Linked DNA regions of Sus scrofa: region 2 is linked to region 1. The links are chromatin contacts, called in public Hi-C maps. All regions are on one chromosome and are shown on one strand. Each heading gives the region's core, a stretch centred on a gene start, on an enhancer-like site or on the middle of the called end of the contact. The rest is flanking DNA. Distances are from core to core; before and after follow the strand shown. Region 1 has its middle 250 kb from the start of ZPLD1. Region 2 holds the start of NFKBIZ (NFKB inhibitor zeta).

Evidence for each region. A called contact is a pair of places that touch in the nucleus more often than the background predicts.
Region 2: a contact with region 1 is called in a Hi-C map of liver, with 3 times the contacts expected there. The contact joins the promoter of NFKBIZ here to the enhancer-like site in region 1. A contact is called at or near these places in 1 of 47 Hi-C or Micro-C datasets (liver) and 1 of 2 datasets of contacts at active chromatin or transcription factors (alveolar macrophages).

The regions. Positions count from the first base shown.
Region 1 is chr13:156,937,936-156,941,049 of Sscrofa11.1, reverse strand. No RefSeq gene overlaps it. Among named protein-coding and RNA genes, the nearest start is that of ZPLD1, 250 kb to the right of the region's middle. Within about 2 kb of position 1,414, at least 11 of the 83 cell types and tissues checked have an H3K27ac peak or open chromatin away from gene starts, as enhancers often do. A contact at or near this core is called in liver, where this site is marked.
Region 2 is chr13:157,271,135-157,274,248 of Sscrofa11.1, reverse strand. It overlaps NFKBIZ (NFKB inhibitor zeta), which reads left to right and starts at 1,686. Exons shown (of 12, transcript NM_001315599.1): 1 at 1,686-1,977. The coding sequence starts at 1,686.

The DNA of each region.
Region 1 (3,114 bases), core at 165-2,664:
TGATTAAGGACACAATGTACATAACTTTAGTATAGTTGAGGTTAAAACCTCACTTATCTCTTCCAGCTTATGCCTCAGGTGTATAGTTTTCTGACTTAACCGAAGACGTCACACAACAGTAATCTTGAGTAGTGTCCGTTAAATCAAATGGCACAGACTGGTGATCTAGATAATTAAAATTCCCTTTTTTCCCCTTACTTGTAATTTCAGGCAAACATCTAGTTTGGAGATCAGGTATATGATGATAATTATTGCCTTAGAACTCTAGAGTAGGAGTAGTTTAACACACAAAAATGTAGAGAATAGTATAATAAGCTTCTTTAAACTGATCAGTCAACTAATTATCAACATTTTCCCAGTCTTGTTTTTCTCCATTCCTCCTCTTTCTCTTCAGTTTTTCAAAGAAAATCCCAGAAATTATGTCATTTTGCAACATGCATCTCTAACCAATAAAGCTTTTATATTTCACAATAAGCATGCCATTACTCAATCTGATGAAATTGAAAATAATTCCTTAATATCACATAATACTGAGCCCATATAAATATAATCTATCATCCTCCCATTTTTTTACCCTGACCTAGTTCTCGGTCATCTCTAACCTCTGTAGGACTCTCATGTCTAGGAATGGGTCGATCAGTAAAGGGGACAAGCAGAAAGCATTTCTGCTCTTTTTTCATGCCCAAAGTACCAACTTAAATCCATCATTTCCAACTTTCCCTAATTCTGATTTCAGCCCCTACTTGGGGAAGTGTTTCAATATCCAAGAAATGCAAGCAAGGCCAAGCTATTTTTATGATAAGCCAGAGATGCTATTCTAGAATTTATTCTGCCTAGAGTCTTCTTCCTAAACCTTTTAGGAGGTACATGAACAGGAAGTGGATTTAGCTGTTAGTTAAAAAGCAGGATTTCCTCATAGGGAGTAAAATCTTTTCTTTTCATTAAGATGATATGTCTGTTTACATTTTCAAGTAATTCATAGTATTCTTAGTTGTAGTGGGTCACTAGTTCATGCCTTCAGTAAACTTTTATTTAGTGCCAATTGTAGATAAGGTGTTGTGCTAGTAAGGAAAATACAGGATACAAAATAAAAACCACTGTGCAGAAAATAAAATACAGTGGGGTTTAGAAGCAAACTGTTTTTTTACTGGGTGGTTGACAGCCAAAAAGAGCATTTTACTAGAATCTTAAAAGAATTCTAGAATTTGAACAATTGGAAAGGTCATTTTGGGTGGAGGAAAGACAGAGCAAAGGCACAAAGGTAAGGTAAGCAAAACATGTGAAGCAAATAATGAGACTAGTCTGGTGAATATGACACTCGTCAGGCCAAACATCATGAAATATATATCGTGACTAGCCATGCAGCTAGGTGTAGCTATTACGTAACCACCCAGTAAGCAGAGATTCCAGTAACTGCTATCAGTCACTGCTGCCAGGAACTACTAATCAGACAGCATATTTAGAATGTCAAGACGATGATTGTTAATATGTGACCAACCAAGAAAACTGGTGCCTGGTGGAGGCATCTGATCCCATGTGATATAATAATTAATCCAATTGGATAATATTTTACCTCCAAATCCAACCCAGTGCTTGGGTCAATAGGGAAACACTTTTCAGTTTGAAAAGAATTTTTTGGTAACATCAGGAGGCTTGAGAAGAACAGGGTACATTAAATGAAACTTTTTTGCTGTGGGGTTTGATCTTTCTTGAATCTTTCATGTGCCAGCTAGTATGATTTTGTGCTTTCTCATATGCTTTCTTTCTAAACTCAAAACACTAAAACTATGTCATTAATATAGAAATATAAAAATATTCTTGACCCCAATCCCTAGCTTATAACTGATGTATCTTTCAACTGGAGGATGGATTCAACTGATGGTAATATTGCTGATTTCGTTTTGCTCTGCTGCATTCAGCTCTGAGCTAAAATGTCCTGAATCAGAGAGTGACTCCATAACAGACTAGTCTAATGTACTAGTCCTGGCCATGTCCATGTGCATATGGGACCTAAGAAAAAAGATTTTCCTTTATTCCTCAACATTAGCTAGGAATGCATTTTCAGCTAACATTTGTCATGTATTTATTATGTACAAAGCATCGTGTCATAAGCATTGTCATAAGCATTATCTGATTTAATCTTCACAACAACTCTGTGACAAGAGGATAATGTACTTACCTCCATTTCAGGGATGAGGAAACTGGAGCTTAGAGAGGATTAGTAATATATACCAGGTCATTAGTAATTAATACCCCTTAGCTATTAGGGGCAGGGCTGGTTTTTGGGTCCTGCTGGTCTGTTAAGTGATGGAGGCCCGTGTGTTGTGATGGGAAGCAGGTGAGAAGAGGCCGTCGGCTTTTCTCTGCTCCTCTGTCTCTTCAATTTCTACTCTGCTTTTCTTCCTGTCACTTTCATAAAATCCAAACTCTTCTATTTCCCTGTTCCTTGTCTATGATTCTTTTTAAAAATGTATATATGATTTCCTATTGCACTCACTGATTTCCTTCAAAGTAACAGGACTTATATGTTAGGAAATTACAAAGAACTAATAAGTGAATCAATAAATGAATGAAAACAAAACAATGAATGCTGGAGCACAGTTGCTTTGAGGGCACAAAGAAGGAAAAATATCAAAATTCGAGGCCTGGGAGATGATGCTTTAGTTGTCTTGAGGGAAGAGAAATTTGACAGGTGAAGAAGTAGGAGGAGTTTTCCAGGCAGACACACTAGTGTTTGTATAGTCACTAAGTCAAGGCAGTAGCCAGATACAGCTGAGATCTGCTGGTCATTTGGGATGGCTGGAATGAATGCAGAGCATTTCCTGGGAGTATTGAGAGATGAAGCCAGAGAGAAAGGCAGGGGCCAACCCATGAAGTGCTTGAGTGCTAAATTAAGGAGTTTGAATATTAGCCTGAAGGTTACAGGAACTCGTTGGAAGGATTTAAGTCATGGAAATGCAAACTTTTATATTTTAAAAATAGCATACCAGTAATCATCGCTTGCATAGCCAATTTTTGTGCTTCGACAAGGAGGCCCTAAATTTGCACCAGAGTTGTATACTCCCTGCCTTGAGACTTCAAAGTTTTCATCGTCCTGTGATCATCCCTGATGGA
Region 2 (3,114 bases), core at 437-2,936, 330 kb before region 1:
CAACCAGGTCAGACTTGTGCATTCTGCCCTAGCAATGCTGCCCAGCCCTCTTTTCTTTCCATTTGCTTTCCTCTTTCCCACTGCCTCTGCCCCAGTGTCAGGGCAGTTCTCTTTTGGGATATTACAGTGGTTTCTGATGGCCTCTGGGCCCCTCAGTCTCACCTCTCTGAGCTGTTTCCAGATTGTTTTGCCTGTCTCAAATTCTTTCACATTCACTCAATGTTTATTAGAGACTCAGTCTCAGCCTGTCACTGGAGGTGCTCCACCCAAGGGCACCAAGTTACCTTTTTACCTTTAATGTTGTCAGTTTCCCTTTGACTATCCTAAAAGGGGCTGTAAGCTTTTATCTGACCCCTTTGCTTAATTCTTTGCTAATACTGTTCCCTCCTCCTATAAATGTTTTGGGCTGAAACCCCACCCCTCTTTTTGGGTGGCATCTTATCTCCAATGACACCTTCTTTGCAAAGATTTTCCTCATGACTTCATCTTTCCCTCTCCCAGAGGTTGTCTTTCTTTTTAGGACACTCGCTGAACTTTGAATCACTCATGATATTTAATCATACTCAGTTTCTTTTAATATAGCATGTATGTATTTATTCTCAGAGGATTAAAATATACTTGAAAGGGCAGATATAACTCATTTATCTTTTGTTCCTGCTAACTACTAGGCAAGTTTTTAACAAGTAACAGGGATTCAATTAAAAAAAAAAAAGTGTTAACTTCATTAAAATGTTTAAGGTAGGAAAGAGCAAAATTCCTGTGTTTATCCAACACAAAGTCATGCAGAAATGAAGAAATTACATCTATATAAATACTGACACATACATGTATACTTATCATTTTGCTAAGGTGCTTCCCCCCCATATTGAAGGAGACAGGGATACAGGGCATCGCATTTTATTCCCGGCTGCACCAAAAAAGAAAAAAAAAATCATTGCCCAGACGTTAACTGAGTATAGAAAAATGACTTCAACATCTCTCTGGGACGTGGCCAAAAGGAACGTTGCCAAACGCTAAGTTGAGGGAAGACGGGCCTTTAAGAACCTTCCAGAGACACTTTGGCTGGGCTCGCAAGAAGCTTGGGGCAGGGCGGCAGGAGCGCTGCGTGGCGCGCACCTTCTAGCACTTCCTACTCCGTGGAACCAGGCCGACCTGTTCCCATCGTTGCCTCCCCGCCTCCGCGCCGCCCTCCGCGGATGAGGCCCGTGCTGCGCGCCCCCTTTCTGGGCGCCTAGGCCAGGCGGGCCGGGGCATCTCGCGGCGGCGGGCGGCTGGGGCGGGGCTCGGTGGTCCGGGGTCTGGGTTTCCAGGTGAAGGGCAAGAAAACAGCCCTTCGGTCTGGGCGGAGCCTGGCGGGCGGGGTGAGGGCGGAGGACACATTGCTTCATCCTGTACATTTTACTGGAAACAGGGCGCATCCGGAGGAGGGGCCGGGAGGCGGCCGGGACGCTGCCAATGGCCCGATCGCGGACGGGGGAGGCTGGCGACGCGACGGCCCCTTCTCCCCGCCCCTGGCCGCGAAGGCCGGTTAAATAGTCGAGCAGCCCGGGGCCGCGCCCGTACCCGCGTCGGTCTCCGAGCTCTTCACGGCCACAGCCACAGCCACAGCCAGAGCCGGGAGGTAGCCGCGCTCAGCGAGCCGGTGGCACAGGTGTCTGGGGTCCCCGAGCGCCGAGCCCGGGAGCATGATCGTGGACAAGCTGCTGGACGACAGCCGCGGCGGAGAAGGGCTGCTGGACGCGGCCGGCGACTGCGGTCTCATGACCAGCCCGCTCAACCTGGCCTACTTCTACAGCGCGTCGCCGCCCGCCGCCGCCGCCCCCGGCGCCTGCGACGCGAGCTGCTCGTCGTCTGGGCCCTCGGCGCCCGGCTCACCTGGCTCCGACTCCTCCGACTTCTCCTCTGCCTCATCGGTGTCCTCCTGCGGGGCGGTGGAGTCCCGGCCGAGAGGCGGCGCGCGTGCTGAGCGGCTGCAAGGTACCCACCGGCCCGGGTAGGGGAGGCCCCTGGATGCCAGCCTGCGCGCGGCCCACCGGCAGGGAGGGGAGTCTGAGCCGCCCAGATGCAAGTACCAAGGCCAGATGTTGGGTGGCCTCTGCGTCTACCTTAGCGGCTTTCAAAATCACGCTAGCCGCCATTATTAGGCGACTACTGGATGCCTTGCCCTGCGTTGGGTGTTTCATGCCGTTCGATGTCGTTTGACCGTCTGTGAAATCTGGGCGCCGTCCAGCTGACCCGGTAGCTTGAAACCTACAGCTCTAACTTGGGGAGGGGATGACGTTAGATTTTCTCGTTTTTTCTTAAAAACAAAACAAAACCAAAAGCACCTTTATTAAGCTCTAATTCACATTCTGTGGTGAGGTTTTGGATCTGATGCAGTTGTAACTTTTTCTTCTGACTGTTTTGGTGAAAGGCTGTAGCTGGTGATAAGGGTTTGAGCACAGTATCGAAGGTCGTGATTTATTTCTTCCGAAGTACGTATTTGTGGGATTTTTAAATAAAGGAACTTTATAAAAAAAAAAGAAACCAATATTATCAAGATATGAGATGAAACTGGCCGAAATCCAATTTATACCTTGAGTTTGTGATTTTTCTGAAGTCTGCCCAGAATTTCTGCACTCTTGTTTTGTGTGCCTTTGAATGGTTTAGCTGTATCTGGCAAAGAAAGGCGTAGTGTTTTCTTTCTTGGGCTGAGAATTGTTAGTTTCTTTTTCTTAATGAACCTAGTTGTATAATTTGGGGGAAAACAGAATGCCACTGTAGATAAACCAAAGAACTTCTAGATAATCTCAAATGTTGGAAAATTTAATCAGCATGATTTTAAAGAACATTTTCTGTCAGGTGTTCCCCACTGCCAGCCACTCCTGTTTTGGTTGTGTTTTGTTTTAAAATGAGATTTTTCATTTTAAAGTTTAAAAAGTGATTTAAGCTGTTCCGTTGCATAACATGCCCCCTCTATGTTAAGTGTGTAGCAAATGCAAAAATTGTACATTTAGAACCTTTTTTCCCTTCACATTTGGCCTTTATCTGGCTGAAACTAACTTACTAGTTCTTTGGTTCACCGTAGGGGATTTCTGAAACTGAATATTTCTCCCCGTGACGTTGAATTACTAA